Linked DNA regions of Mus musculus: regions 1, 2, 4 and 5 are each linked to region 3. The links are chromatin contacts, called in public capture Hi-C and promoter capture Hi-C maps. All regions are on one chromosome and are shown on one strand. The core of a region is the stretch at or near the end of the contact, and the rest is flanking DNA. Distances in the headings are between cores, read along the strand shown. Region 1 overlaps Ttll11 (tubulin tyrosine ligase-like family, member 11). Region 2 holds the start of Ttll11 (tubulin tyrosine ligase-like family, member 11). Region 3 holds the start of Stom (stomatin). Region 4 holds the start of Rbm18 (RNA binding motif protein 18). Region 5 holds the start of Rabepk (Rab9 effector protein with kelch motifs).

What was found. Promoter capture Hi-C pulls out the DNA fragments that hold promoters and counts their contacts. Capture Hi-C pulls out chosen DNA fragments and counts their contacts.
Region 1: a contact with region 3 is called in a promoter capture Hi-C map of pre-B cells, with 3 times the contacts expected there. The contact joins the enhancer-like site here to the promoter of Stom in region 3. A contact is called at or near these places in 8 of 39 promoter capture datasets (the 3T3-L1 cell line, the C10 cell line, cranial neural crest and 5 more) and 1 of 9 other capture datasets (embryonic stem cells).
Region 2: a contact with region 3 is called in a promoter capture Hi-C map of pre-B cells, with 6 times the contacts expected there. The contact joins the promoter of Ttll11 here to the promoter of Stom in region 3. A contact is called at or near these places in 3 of 39 promoter capture datasets (the C10 cell line, liver and pre-B cells) and 2 of 115 datasets of contacts at active chromatin or transcription factors (large pre-B cells and pro-B cells).
Region 4: a contact with region 3 is called in a promoter capture Hi-C map of pre-B cells, with 3 times the contacts expected there. The contact joins the promoter of Rbm18 here to the promoter of Stom in region 3. A contact is called at or near these places in 4 of 39 promoter capture datasets (the C10 cell line, HPC-7-derived erythroid cells, liver and 1 more) and 1 of 9 other capture datasets (liver).
Region 5: a capture Hi-C map of macrophages shows a contact between it and region 3, with 3 times the contacts expected there. The contact joins the promoter of Rabepk here to the promoter of Stom in region 3. A contact is called at or near these places in 2 of 39 promoter capture datasets (3T3-L1-derived adipocytes and pre-B cells), 1 of 115 datasets of contacts at active chromatin or transcription factors (pancreatic cancer cells) and 1 of 9 other capture datasets (macrophages).

Annotation. Positions count from the first base shown.
Region 1 is chr2:35,897,693-35,900,392 of GRCm38.p6, forward strand. The region is part of intron 4 of Ttll11 (tubulin tyrosine ligase-like family, member 11); the gene reads right to left. The region is part of intron 2 of Gm35396 (predicted gene, 35396); the gene reads left to right. Among named protein-coding and RNA genes, the nearest start is that of Gm35396, 15 kb to the left of the region's middle. Within about 2 kb of position 1,394, at least 91 of the 459 cell types and tissues checked have an H3K27ac peak or open chromatin away from gene starts, as enhancers often do. A contact at or near this core is called in pre-B cells, where this site is marked.
Region 2 is chr2:35,978,373-35,981,072 of GRCm38.p6, forward strand. Ttll11 (tubulin tyrosine ligase-like family, member 11) reads right to left here and starts at 1,448. Exons shown (of 10, transcript NM_029774.3): 1 at 800-1,448. The coding sequence starts at 1,252.
Region 3 is chr2:35,335,713-35,338,412 of GRCm38.p6, forward strand. Stom (stomatin) reads right to left here and starts at 1,297. Exons shown (of 7, transcript NM_013515.2): 1 at 1,147-1,297. The coding sequence starts at 1,207.
Region 4 is chr2:36,135,360-36,138,059 of GRCm38.p6, forward strand. Rbm18 (RNA binding motif protein 18) reads right to left here and starts at 1,345. Exons shown (of 6, transcript NM_026434.4): 1 at 1,123-1,345. It overlaps Mrrf (mitochondrial ribosome recycling factor), which reads left to right and starts at 1,039. Exons shown (of 7, transcript NM_026422.2): 1 at 1,039-1,340.
Region 5 is chr2:34,798,506-34,801,205 of GRCm38.p6, forward strand. Rabepk (Rab9 effector protein with kelch motifs) reads right to left here and starts at 1,407. Exons shown (of 8, transcript NM_145522.4): 1 at 1,246-1,407. The coding sequence starts at 1,263.

The sequences.
Region 1 (2,700 bases), core at 144-2,643, 560 kb after region 3:
AGCCTTCAGTTGGACAGTTAACTCTCTCCCCTCATCTCATGTGAGCACTTGGACAGCATGATGTATACAGAGCAGGGATTATCTCTGTGAGTCTTTCACACTAACCGGAGCACCCCTTAGAGGCCCTGGCCTCGCCTTGTCCTTAGCTACATGGCCCACACCTATCTCAGGTCTCATCTCAGTGGGTACCCAGGGAATGTGATATATTGCAAAGGAAGAAAATAACATAGTCAGAGTGGACAAGGAATGCTTTACAGAGAAAGAAAGTCTTGAGCTGTACTTTGGAAGGTACTGAATATTGAAACTAGTGAATAGGAGTGAGCAGGCCAGGCTGGCAGAGACAGAGGACCAATGGTCCAACCAGGGAGGCACTGGTGACAACCTCTGGAGAGGAAGCAGATCTGGTGTGGAAGAACCAAGGTTGAGGCACAGGGGAGCTAGGCAGCTGGATTGGGATGCGACAAACACCAGGCTAAGGTCTTGGTTTCCAAACTTGATTCCAAACTTTTATCACCAATGTCCTAGTTAACATCAAAATGAGGATAGTTGCCGATTTACAGTAACTTCAAGGTTACTGTAGGTGGGTAGGTGTGATAACTGTTGTCAGAGTAATAAACACCCATATTCTCACTTATTAAGTGACTGCTGTGTATTGGGGGCTGTTTTACACAGCTCCCTCTTGCTGGAGTGTGCAACAACTCTGGGGTATGGCTACAAACAAGCTTGCTACTTATAGCTAAAAAAATCCAGACTAGAAAAGGTTGACTTGTCGAGCTCGCCAGCTACAGTTGCTGTAAGCAGGAGCTGGAAGAAGCTCAACCCAGTCCATCTGAGAGGGAAACCCCAGCCCTTGACAGCCCCTCCATCCCCCACCCCAATACACTGATTCTCAGCTTCTGCCTGGTGATGTGTATAGGCTGTGGGGTAAGAGAGAGGGTAGAGGACACAGGAAGAGGAGAATTATACTAGGCCTTAGGAAAGCTCTATCTCTAGACATCCAACAGGAGGGTCATGGCTAAAGACAAAATTAGACACGGAGAACAAGAAAACTATACAGTTCAAGCCACAAAGTGTGTTCCCTCTGTGTGTGTTTCTGCCACATGACTGTCTACACCCAGGCTGACCTTGATATTTAAGCCAGGGTCACACTGCTGCCCTCAAGACAGCAGATGTGAGGCTCTGTGGCTGGGGCTGCCTGGGCAATGACAAGGCAGAGGCTGAAATGACAGGGCAGCTGTGTTCCTCAGCAGCAGATTACAGGAAATCTGACCACAGCAGAGCCGTGCCAGCTGTTGCTTGGCCACCATGTTTTCCAAGTCATTACTGTGGTCATGGCTGGAACAGGGTCACAGTCACATGCCCCAGATGAGTGTAATTTGGTTGGCCAGGGTTTACGCTCTGTAACGCTGCCATCTGGCCAGGTCTTGCTACAAGCAAGAAAGACCTGCCCAGCTAAGAAATAACTTCCTGCACTTGTGCCGAGTCTCAACAGTATGCAAAGTGTTTCCTGTGTCATCCATGTCTCACAGGAGTTGGGTGCTGACCCTGTAAGGCAGGGGAGGAAGCTAAGTTCCTGAAGAGTTAAGTGACTTAGGACAGGTCACGTGGCAAATGGACATCAGAACCATACCATGGAAACCTCAAGGTCTGCCCGTGTGTCTAGAGCCCAGCTAACAGCATCCTGAAAGGTGATTCAGACAGAGCAAGCAGGAGTGGACTTGGCTCTGAGTAGGTTCCAAATCCTCTCCCTTACTGCGTATCCAAGGCACTCAGAGCAACAGATACCACTTGACACCTTCTTAAAGCCTCTTCACCTACATCACTTCCCAGTGTGCACACGTGCACGTGTGCACACACACATGCACGCGCACACACACACATGCACGCACGCGCGCGCGCGCGCGCACACACACACACACACACACACACACACACACAGGTGTGAGTGTGCAGAGGGAACCTAAGACACACTAGGTGGTGAGAAAGTCTCCAGTACTTACTATACCAGAAAGGGCTTCATTCCTAGCCTGTCTCATCACCCTGGAAGCGTTTAGCGTGTGGTCAAATAGTGGCAAATGGCCATGAGGTTCTGAGCCCATTTGCTAGCTGTGACCCTAACCAAAGCAGTGGCTCCTGATCTGGACTTTCAGCCCCTACAGCTGGCCCTACCCCAACCTTGGTGGCTGTTGTTGCCTGTCTACTGCAGGACACACACATAATGACCACCCGGTCCTCCTTGCTGGGCCTCTGTGGTTTGGTCATGCTTGCCTGGCCCCATGGGATGCTCTTAGAATAGCCAAACAGGCATGGCCACACTTGTCCTCAGGGATGAACCCAGGGTGTGACCCTCACTTTGTGGTGGCCTGGGTTGGGACTTCTTTGTTCTAGCACTGTCCTGAAGTCCTCCTCAGTAGCCCTTTCTAACCATCTCCTCACGGCTATTGCAAATACCTGCTTAAGAGCTGCAGGCTCAGAGAGCAGGATTGGCATAGGACCATGGATGGGACTCGATGGGACAATTACTACTTCTCACACTGTCTCAATCCCTGGCCAGAGGCTTTCACCTGATGATCCTGCTGATGGGGGCAAAATCCCTGAGTCTCTGGATCTGGAGCAACCCAGTGTGTTTGTGGGCTGGTCAGTAGGTGTCTATCTATGAGAGAGACATTGCTCTGACCCCTCTCTTCACTCTCATCCCTT
Region 2 (2,700 bases), core at 198-2,697, 640 kb after region 3:
GTGGCCATCTCTCCCCAGTCTCCAACTTCATTAAACCACTTGTACCACACTTAGCACAAAGTTCAGAGCCTGAGCCCTCATGCTCTCTGCGCACGGAATCTTTAGTGGACCAATGGTTTCTATGCTGTAAATAAAGTCAGCTGGCTTTATTTACTCAGCCAATGAAAATAGAAACCTCTCGGATTCGTTGGTGCTTTTGTCCCACCCCGTCCCTTAAAAGGTCTGAAATGAATTCAAGGGTGATTCATCTGCTCACACATGCTTTCACCCCCACTTACTGTCACCTGCTACATCCCCCAATCAGTGTCTGCGGTGGTGGTGATGGTGGTGGTGGTAAAAGATCGTGATGAAAGTAGGTTGTCATTTGCTGAAACCTTGTGCAAGCACTAGGCACTATGCTCCAAACCGGAACGAACCGGCTTCCCTTTACCGAGGTAAACGGGACCAAAAGAAGAAAAGTAGCTTGCTCAAGGTCGCACAGCTAAGTTGAAGAGTGTAGTGAGGCGCTGGCGAGCACAAACCTGGCCCAAGAGTGGCACTCTAAGCATGAAAGTTTACTAAACTTTAAATATCACTGAAATGCAGAAAGTGAAAGGTGGCCCCTGGCCCCGGGGCCAACAGAGGAGAAGACAGGACGGATAAACCAGGATCTACAGCTTGACGAGGCCAGGGCTGCAGACATAAGAAAAGCTGTAGGGGAGCAGAGCAGAGACGGGCTGACCTGACCTGGGAAGTGGCTCCGGGGGCCAGGCCTCGGGACGACCCCCCTGTGCCCACGCGCCGGGCCGGCGGGCCTCACCTCCTTCCACCTGAGCTGGCGAAGACTGATCTTGAGCGCGTCCAGGGAGGTGCGGGCCTTGGAGCTGTCCACGGTGACCGGCCGCATCGAGCCTGCGCTCCGCCGGTAGACCCGGCTCCGGCTCCGGCCCCGTGCCTTCACGAGCTGGCTCAGGGCCCGCGCCGCCGGCCTCGGCTGGGCCAGGGGCAGCGCTGGTGGCAGCCGCCGGACGACGCGGGCCTCTCCTTCCTCGGGCGCGTGGCGTCGCGTCGGGGTCGGGATCCGGCCCACGTCCTTGGGCTGCTCCTCCAGCTCCAGGCGCTCTGGATCCCCGGCCGCGCCAGCGTCCACGCCCTGCTGCTTCTCAGTCTCCGCCGGTAGCGACTCGGTCGCCGCTGCTGTCGCCGCCGCCGCCGCCGCCGCGTCCGCCTCCCACTCAGCCTCCGGCTTCTTCTCCGGGCTGCTGCGCCGCATGACGCTCAGGGCCGGTGCCGGCGCCACAGCCACCGCCGCCGCCGCTGCTCCGCCGTCCCGGCCCGCGACCAAACTGCCGCCGCCGTCGCCGCCGCCGCCGCCGCCACGCGCTCCCCGCCCGAGCCCGTTGCCATGATCTCTCAGGCCCCGGTTGACAGGGATAGTCGCCGCCTCGGGACGGGGCCCCGCAAGGGACAATCGCCTGCCGGGCCCGGCGACCTCACAAGCGAGCGCGTCCACGTGACCAGGCCTGTCACAGAGGTGGCGATAGCCATCTTGGAAGAGGGCAGCTTGTCACACATGCAGAGTTTCTGAGCACTCAGGGACTGGCTAGGAATGATTTATAGTGGGGCTGAGGGTAAAAGAGGTTGCGCTCCTGTCTCGCTCCCGAGCTTGGAAAGGGAAGGACTTGGGAAGAGCGGCATCTTCCTCAAACACGAGACTTAGTTTCCCCAGTCCTACTACATTCATCGACTCCTTTTCTGTGAGCCTCAGACTGAGGCTGGAGGCCACCTTTGTCGGTTTTCAGGTCTCTCCCATGAGATGGAGAAGCCCTTCAGATTCCTAGACTTGTAGAGGGCAACACTTTTTATTACAATAAAAACATATAACAAAACGTACTAATTATTTTTAAATTTATTATGTGTGTGGTGTGTATAATTTTGCCTACATGTATGTATGTGTACTATGCATGTTCCTGGTGGAGAAGGAGGCCAGAAGAGAGCATCAGATTCCCTGATGTGACCTGCTGCGTGGTTCCAGGAAATGAATGGCAGATGAGCCTTCATCTCCAGCCCTCATTTAATCTATTTTTAATTCACTCTTCAGTGGCATTCAGTGCATTCATACTGTGGTGCAAACCATCTCTACCATTCATCTTCAGAACTTTTCATATTGAAAGCATACCCATAAACTAACTCCTGGGATTCCCACCCCACAGCCCTGGTCACCACAAGTCTATTTCCCCCTTGAATCTAACTACTGGGGTACCTCTTGTTTTTATCTTATTTGGCTTCACAAGGTTTTTGTTTTTGTTTTTCATCATAGTGGGTGTCAGAATTTTACTCCATCATAAAGCTTACAAATATTCTATGTGTGCGTGCACAATTATTCTTCCATAGACCTTTCTGCGGACTTTTTGGTTATTTTAATCCCTTGACTCTTGTGACTAATAGTGCCATTAACATTCATGTACAAGTATTTCTTTGAGCCCCTCCTTTCAGTTTTTCATGGCTGCCATACTTTGTTGTTGTTAAGATGGTCTCTTTAGCAGGCCTGGCTGTCCTGAAACTCACTATATAGACCACTTGGTATCAAACTCACAAAGTTCTGCCTGCCTCTGCCTCCTGAGTGATGAACTCCTATACCCAACTAAGGTAGGCATAAAAATGTAGAGTTGATCTAGAAGAGGGTCCTCTCCTGCCTGAGGGAGCCACATTTGGGTTAAC
Region 3 (2,700 bases), core at 47-2,546:
TACAACACTCTGGAGCCATCTGAGATCCTCAAGATTCGCCTGAGAAAGAGTTAAAGATGCTTCTGGGCAGGGGGATGGGCGTTAGATGGGAGGCCAGGTTGGCTTTGCAAATAATCCGAATGGATGACAGCTGTCTCCGCAGGATGATGGAAAAGCCCACTCAGCCTCCTAAATCTCTTCCACCGTGTCATTCTCCCTGAAATTCCATCTTTAGAAATAATTCCTTTAGATTAGTAAAGCTCCCAGGAGGATAGCAGGACTCCTGCGAGGTTTATTTTCTCTTACTGGGCATCTCCTGACCCCAAGGAGTTATACAATTTAAAGGCTCAAGGAGGTAGTTCGCTCAAGGGCTCTAATTTTTTTATAGAAGATAGCCTGAGGGCCTGCTAACAGTTCTTGCCTTCAAAACTAGGAAGGCTCCAGAAGAGTGGTGAGCTATTTACCTGGAAGGAGAGATCTCTAAGACAAAAGTGGACACAGTATGGGACAGACAATGGAACTGGAAGGAAAGCCAGGGAGACCTCCTTTCTTCTGCCTATACCGCCTACTGTGTCATAGGTTGAAGCCTAGCCCTTTACTAGGAAATTGATTAGTTTCCCGAAGCTGGGGACGGCAGGAAGAGGGTGGGAGTTCTTCCCTGGTTCAGAGGACTGTGGATCACGTAGGGATTGCTGAAGGCTACTTGTTGGGACTGCTTGCTTCCCCTCCCAGGCGCTGGGGCAGAAAAGAAACAAGAATGAGCAGAGGAGGCTGAAGCTGCAGAAGAGGCGCCTCTACCACTCCTGGCTGCCAGGGTCTGTCCTGGTCTGCGTGCACCGCCCGAGATAAAGAAGCGCTGGTGATAGGCACCTGGCATCTAGGACCCAAAGGATAAGCCAGTTCTTGCCTGCTAGGGTGCCGAGCAATGGATACACGCCCCTGCCGCGCGAGTGCGCCCTCTTGACTGCCATGCAGGCTGCACCCCAGCACCCCCAAATCATCATGTATCAGCCCGAGAACCCAGGAATGAAGAAGACGACGGCTCTGCGAAGCGCACACAGTGCAGTGGAGGCACGCCGGCGGTCTGCGGGGGTTCTCACTGCAGGCGGTGGGTCTCGGGACCCAGAGGGGGGCTTGAAGAGGCTGTGCGGGGGACGAGAGACTCACCTCTGAAGGACTCAGGGATCCGCTGAGACTGGACATGGCTGGACTGCCGTTTGTCAGACATAGTGCTGGAGTCAGAGTCGCTCAAAAACTCGTCAGTTCCCAAAGCCGGAGCTTTACTGAGAGCCGTTAGCAACGAAGGGGCTCAAGCTCTGGTGCAGTCCCGCCCCCAGCTGGCGGCCCGCCCAATAGGTGCCCGGGAATGGAGGAGAAGACACGCCTCTCCCGCCCTCAGAGTGCGTGACCGGAGGGGGCGTGGCCTGAAGGGGGTGTTGGCAGGCAGATACTAGGAGGGTAAGACAGTGAGGCCAGAATGCTTAAGGCCCTGCCAGAGTCTCGCTCCAGCTTCCAGTGGGTTGATCCGAGGAGAAGCTGTGAGAACAGGGCGGGGCTGAGGAGCGGTGCAAGGCATCCTGTGATTCCAGGCATTAGTGAGGGGGAAGGCGTCCTCTTGTAGTGGGGGTCTTGCAGATTGAGGGGCGTGCTGAGGGTGCTGAGTATAGCCTGGTACATCGGGTAGGCAGTGAGAGGAAGGAGTTCGCGTCAATGCTCTTGCCCCAAAGAAGACCAATTTCCAGGCGGTACATTACTTTTTTCAGACAAAATTAACTTACGGAGCGCTTGGCCTCTAGCAGGCGAGGGCCTCCCAGTTGATGCAGTGGGCAGAGGTGGACACAGTGCCAGCCCTCGTGAAGTTTGTATTATACCACAAACAAACAAGCTAAGGGTGTTTCGAAAGCAACAGCACGGAGCCCATTTGATTAATCAAAACCGAAAGGCTTCTTTCTATAAATAAGGATGTGGCCCGTGAAAAATGTCCCCTGAAAGAGCCAACCTTGGAATGGGGGCAGACTTATTCATGAGAGGTGAAAGGTCGGGCCTGGATTCTAAAATTACATTTTACAGTGTCCAGGCTCTGGAGGAAGCACTTGCCAGAACCCTCCCAGTCTCAAGTTGCCTCCCTTGCAGTTTGTAACTGAAAACCTCATGTTTGAAAAATCACTGCTGGTTTTTTTTTTTGTTTGTTTGTTTTTGTTTTTGTTTTTCTCCCTGGACTGTCCCAATGCAAACTGTTCAGGGAAATATTAAGGTACACAAAATAAACTTTTAAAAGGCATTTTATTTTGAATAAACATAGAATCACAGAAAGCTGAAAAGACATTATAGTGGTCACAAGGACCCTCTATTCATGTTACTCCTATAGTTAAATCTGTTTTATGTGCAGTCTCAAAATAGGAAATTGGCCCTGACAGAATAAGTATTCAAATATGCCATTTTATCACATGTATATACATTCTTATAAACACAGTTATAAAGATACAGAGCTAGTTCATCACTGCTGAGAGCTCCCTCTTGGAAACATTCTCTCTCTCTCTCTCTCTCTCTCTCTCTCTCTCTCTCTCTCTGACACACACACACACACACACACAGTATTTGCTGTGTAATTCCAGATGCCTTGTGGTGGTTCCCTCTCATGAAATGCTGTCCCTTGACTTTATAGCTCTGGAACACTGATATTGTCCAGAAGAAAGCAGGAAAGTGACAGTGGGAAGGATC
Region 4 (2,700 bases), core at 95-2,594, 800 kb after region 3:
CAAACCCCCAAACCAAAACATGTATCTTCTGTATCTAGAAGTGCCTCAAGCTCTGCCTTGTACGAAATACTCTCCATTCTCGGATATTTTTGAAAAAGAGAACTAAATTTAAAAACGGCAAAATATTGAAGTAATTGACAGATACTGAGACAGGCACTATCATTTAACGACTCTTCAGTTTAGTTCCCTTATGAGGAGAGTACCTCATTAAAGTCTGTAGCTCTGCCAAATTCTACCCCTAATGCCTTCAGAACCATGCTGAGAACTCACCCAACACTGAGAAAGCTGTGTGACTGGGGGTTGCACTACTTCAGACTGAGAATGCTGGATTTGAATGCTAGAACTTCTGATGTTCTCACGTCTAAAAACAACTGTAACACCAAAAAGATACTTAAACATGCCAAAGAGGCCATGTATAAATAGGAAGAGTACAGGACATGGGGCTAGAGAGACTCGACTCAAAATCAACTTTTCCAACTACTGTGCCTTTAGTAACAGTCCCTCCCTTAGGTATCTTCCTCAGGATCTCTGCTCCTGTGTGTGAACACAATGAGTAGTTTACTTTTTGCCTATGTTTCTAAAATAATAAAAGCTCCTATGGCATAGGGCCTTGATCATGGTTCTCTATGCCCAGCATATTGTACACTGCCTGGCTCAGAGTTGGCACTATTTTCAATTCTCTTCTTTCCTGAGATGGAGACAAATTCCTGCATCACGTGGTCATTTTAAATAAGAATATACATGTGACAGCTCAGCTCATGAAATTTTGAGAAACAAACAGTAAAGTCTAATAAGTTAGTATGTGACTATCAAGTCTTTTGGGGGTTGCAAAGGCGACAACTCCTTTGAGTAACATGTTCACAAATGCCAATCTACTCCTCCCGGCTGAGCGGTATCTACTCTAAAAGTCAGGAGGGGACTGGGGTCGCTTATTCTTACACGTTAACCACGGGGTCAGGCCAACAACCACGGCACCCCGATTCCTGGCAGCGAAGTCACTAATGGGATTGTTATTTCCGGCCAGAGACAGGACAATCCGGGGCGGGGCCTAGAAGCCTGCGGGTGAGGATGGTTTTCGCCAAGGCCCCGCGGCCAGGATGGCACTGAGCTTCGGGTACTCACCTGCTAGCCTCAGAGCTGTGCCCTCAGCTCATGCCCCGAAAGCAGCTTCCGACGCTGGGGTCCGAGCGAAGGACCTGAGGTTACCTCTGCCGAAACACCGCTCGCCGCCTGGCCGCCCGTGACGCACTACGCCTGCGCCGCCGCGCTGGCCCGTGACGTCATGACGCCCGCACCTCCGCTGTCCCGCGTGTGTTTCTCTATAGTCCCGGCCGTAGCTGGTGAGTGGCCTTGAGTGTGTGTGGGGGTCGGCTCTCAAGGAGTGGGCGGGATTCGAGCTCTGGTGACACTTTTCTAGGCTCTCGGAGGGACCTCGTAGGGCTAGGATACTATCCGTGACTGGTTCAGCAGAGTTCGGCTGGACCTTAAGGCCGGGGGCGGGACTTCTATGCTCACAAGGGTGGGGCGGGGCCATTGTCACTCAGCCGACATTTAGAGCCTTGCCTGGGAACTTGGTAAATAGTTCCTGATGCTTAAGACGTCACCTGACAGGAATAATGCCTTTTCCAAACAACCCTACACGCGGAGGTGTAATTATTCCCGGTGGTGATGAAGAAACAAAAACTCAAGCGCTGTCTTTACCAAGGTCGCGCGTCTCCCAAGTGATGAAGTTTGAATTCCACCCAGGCCTGAGTCGAATGCCTGGGGCTTTTAAAATCATCATTCTGCTGACCAGTGGGCAAACAGTTGTCATTTCGATGGTGCTTCATCATTCCCGTGACTCTGGCACATTTTACAGATTAAGATCACATACTTAGGAAGCACTAGAAGCAGGACAGTTGCCTAGGCCATCTCAAAGTTTGGTGCTTTTTTTTTTTTTTTTCCTTCTCATTCCTGTGTTTTTATTAACTCACACACAACTACTTGTCTTCTGGATTGTTGAAGCAGTAAGGCAGGCAACACTCACCACAGTAATGTCTGTCAAGGTAACTAGCCATGAACACTCTAGCCCCATGTTGATCAGGAGGACATTTTCATCCACTTTATAGTATTTCAGCACAGCCAACTTAACCTTCTTATTCTTATTCTTCTTGGCAGTGCTATAACCCTTTATCCTTTTCTCAGGACCACCATGAAGTCTCAGCACACCTTTTGAATGTTACAGTCAAAGTATGGCCATCTTTCAGCTGCTTGCCAGCAAAGATCAGCCTCTGCTGAGAGAAGGAATTCCTTCCTTATCCTGGATCTTGGCCTTAACATTTTCTATAGTGTCCGAGGATTCAACCTTTACTGAGACCTTCCATAAGGGTCTTCGTCTCTTCCTCTTGTAAGGTCTGCATGCTCGGGGTGGTTTCACCACAGATGGTGGATCGGATCCACAGTGCTTTCTCTTTTGACCACATTCCATTGAAATTCCCAGAATCTTAGAGAACCCATAGTTGGAAAGCCAGGAAACTTGATTTGATTCCTTCAGTGAATGGCCGAGGATACAAAACCAAATTAGGAGAAATTATTTGCTATAGTTCTCATCTGGGGTAGAGCTGTGATCCATGCTCTTTGAATGTAAGTGGTTGTGAATTCCAAAGTTGCATGTGATAGGGTTGATGAGGCGGGTACATTGGAATCCAGGTGTCCTAGTCT
Region 5 (2,700 bases), core at 157-2,656, 540 kb before region 3:
TGCTGTTATTTTCGGACAGGATCTCACTCTGTGGCTTTTTGGGGCCTTGCCTGCAATACTGGGCTTTCTGTTGCTCCTCTGACTTTCATAACTTGCACTGCCTCACCCAGTGGGAATTTAATAAAATTAACAAGCATTCTGTGGTAATTACTGCCGCCCCTATCTTTCCTTCCTGTAAATTTTCACACTGCTAGTGGATATTTAAAGCCAGTTTCAAGGAGTTGGCATGGCTCTGTGGTAGAGTGTCTGTTTAGCATGGGCAAAGCTCTGGGTTCAAGTCCCAGAAAATTTCAAAGGTTATTTAAAGAGATTACCCCTTTCCAGTCTCTCAAGTTACTGCTCCTGCCTCAGGGATTAGCAATATACATCACATACACCCTCGGCAGGAAGGCTTAATCAGGACTTGGGTTTAGACCACAATATATATGACTGTATCCATTTAACCACCATATTACAGGAGTCATTCTGAACGTAATTATCTTTTCTTTTAAACTCATTACTCATTTAGAGACACGGTCTTATGTACCTTAGGCTAGCCCCCACTCATTATGTAGCCAAGGATGACCCTGAACTTCTGCTTCTCTTGCTGCCACCTCCCAAAAGCTGGAATTACAGGCAAACACCACCATACCTTTTTATGCCTTCTGGAGATCAAACCCAGGGCTAAGTTCTCGATAGGCAGGCAGTCTACCAATTGAACTACACCCTTACATCCCTGAATGTAACTATCTATTTAAAAGTCTGTAATCGGCCAGGCATGGTGGTGCACTACATGGCACTAGAGAGGCTTGAGGCAGCAGAGGCCAGCTTGAGCTACACAGTGAGACTTGTCTCAAAATAAAAGTAACAGAAAAGTATCGAAACTAGATTCCAAAATGTTAGCATGTCCGGCCTTCTGATTCATTCCGATAACTTACCAATGGACCTGCAGAGTGTAGAAGTGAAGGACAAACGAATGAAGAAAGGGAATTAAAGGAGAGTTGGGCCGATGAGGCCCACAAGCGGGCTAGGCTAATGACCACAGGGTCAGCCCAGAGCTTAGAGGGGCCGGCGTGGCGGGGACTCTCCTAGCCACCTCCTTTGCGTCCCCTCTGCCGGCCACATCTCCGCGCGAAAGAAGTCGGGGTCAGGGAGAAATGGCTGCCAGCTTTCCCCAAAACTGACCGGCCGGAGACCATGGGTACTACCCCTCCCACCCAGTTCAAGCCTACTGCCTTAAGAGACCTCCAGCCCAGCACCTATTACCTGCCGCAGCCCCCGCATGTCCTGGACGTGGCTCCACCCATGGGGCGGAGCTTAGGAGCCCGTCCTCTTCCCCAGTCCCGGAAGCGCGTCCAGGCCAACCGCTCTACGCCTCCGGGTCTCCGGGACTACGCGCCAAACTTAGTCAGGGCCTCCCGGAACTCTGCGTACTGGTTGGCATCCGGTCCATAACTCCAATTTCGGGTCCCGACGGAGTTTGTTACAGCAGTCCTTAGTAGTGACTTCTGAAGGGGAAGGATGGGTTGGAACTCACGTAAGCCAGGCTGACCTTGAATTCTGCTTCAGGCTCCCGAGTGAGATTTCCTGCATGCCATAGGATGCTAGGTTTTGCCTGTGCAGGTTTGAGGTTGGTTCAAACTGTGGATCCTAAAGCGGGTTATTTCCATAATCGCTGTTTGTGGTTACAGCACGTTCCAGACCACAGGCCCTGGGCTTTCCGGGAGCTCACAGGCTGAGCAGAGAGATTAAACACGAAGGACAACTAGGAGGTCCTATTGTAAACGCTGAAGAATAAAAAGTTCATTGACACTGTATGTTCTTGGGGAAAGTTATTAATACTTTTGGTGTCTTCTCTCAGCGACACACAAATTTTAAGATTTCCATAGAGGTTGTAGTCGGGAATTTTTATGGAGGCCCAGAGCTGGTCCTTTGTAAAAGCCGTGATTATTTTTATCTAGACACAAACTACCTCTGTTGACAGCTTCATCTGCATCCTCTCTGATCTATGTCCTAGCTATAGGTGCCCCGTGACTTTCCTAAAACAAAGATAGCTCGCCTATGTGCCTATGTGTGAACAGAGTACCATACTCTGAGCTCACTAACTTCCCTCAGAACTCAAGACAGCCTAGAAACAGAAGTAGTGTGTCTTTAGTGGGAGAGGGAAGACAGACTGGCTTCAAACAAGCTCCCGCACTAAATGGGAAATGTCTGACGAGTCTGCTCCTCTCTGAACCCTAGTTTACTCATAGATAGAATGGGAATAGCAATATCGGAACACAGCTGTCTAGAGAATTTACTAGTGCAAGTAAAAGAAAAACTTGGGTTTTAATTTTGAGACAGGGTCTCATGCAGTCCAGGCTTGCCTCCCATCTCACTGTATACCTGAGGATGGTCTTGAACTCCTGATTCTGCTGCCTCCACCATACAAATGCTGTGATTTACAGAAAAGATTTACAATGCTCCCACTCCAATTTATTTATTTAGTTACTTGAAAATATAACCAAAATTCATGGACAAAGTAAAATTGGGCTACAGCTCTCTTCACAACTTTGCCATTATATTTCCAATACCTGAGTCTTTGTGATTGCCTGTAATTATCAGAAAGCTCCCATAGACTGCCAAAGAATTTAGAGGTATGCACTCACTCTGCTTTCTTTTTTTTTTTTTTTTAAGATTTATTTATTATATGTAAGTACACTGTAGCTGTCTTCAGGCACA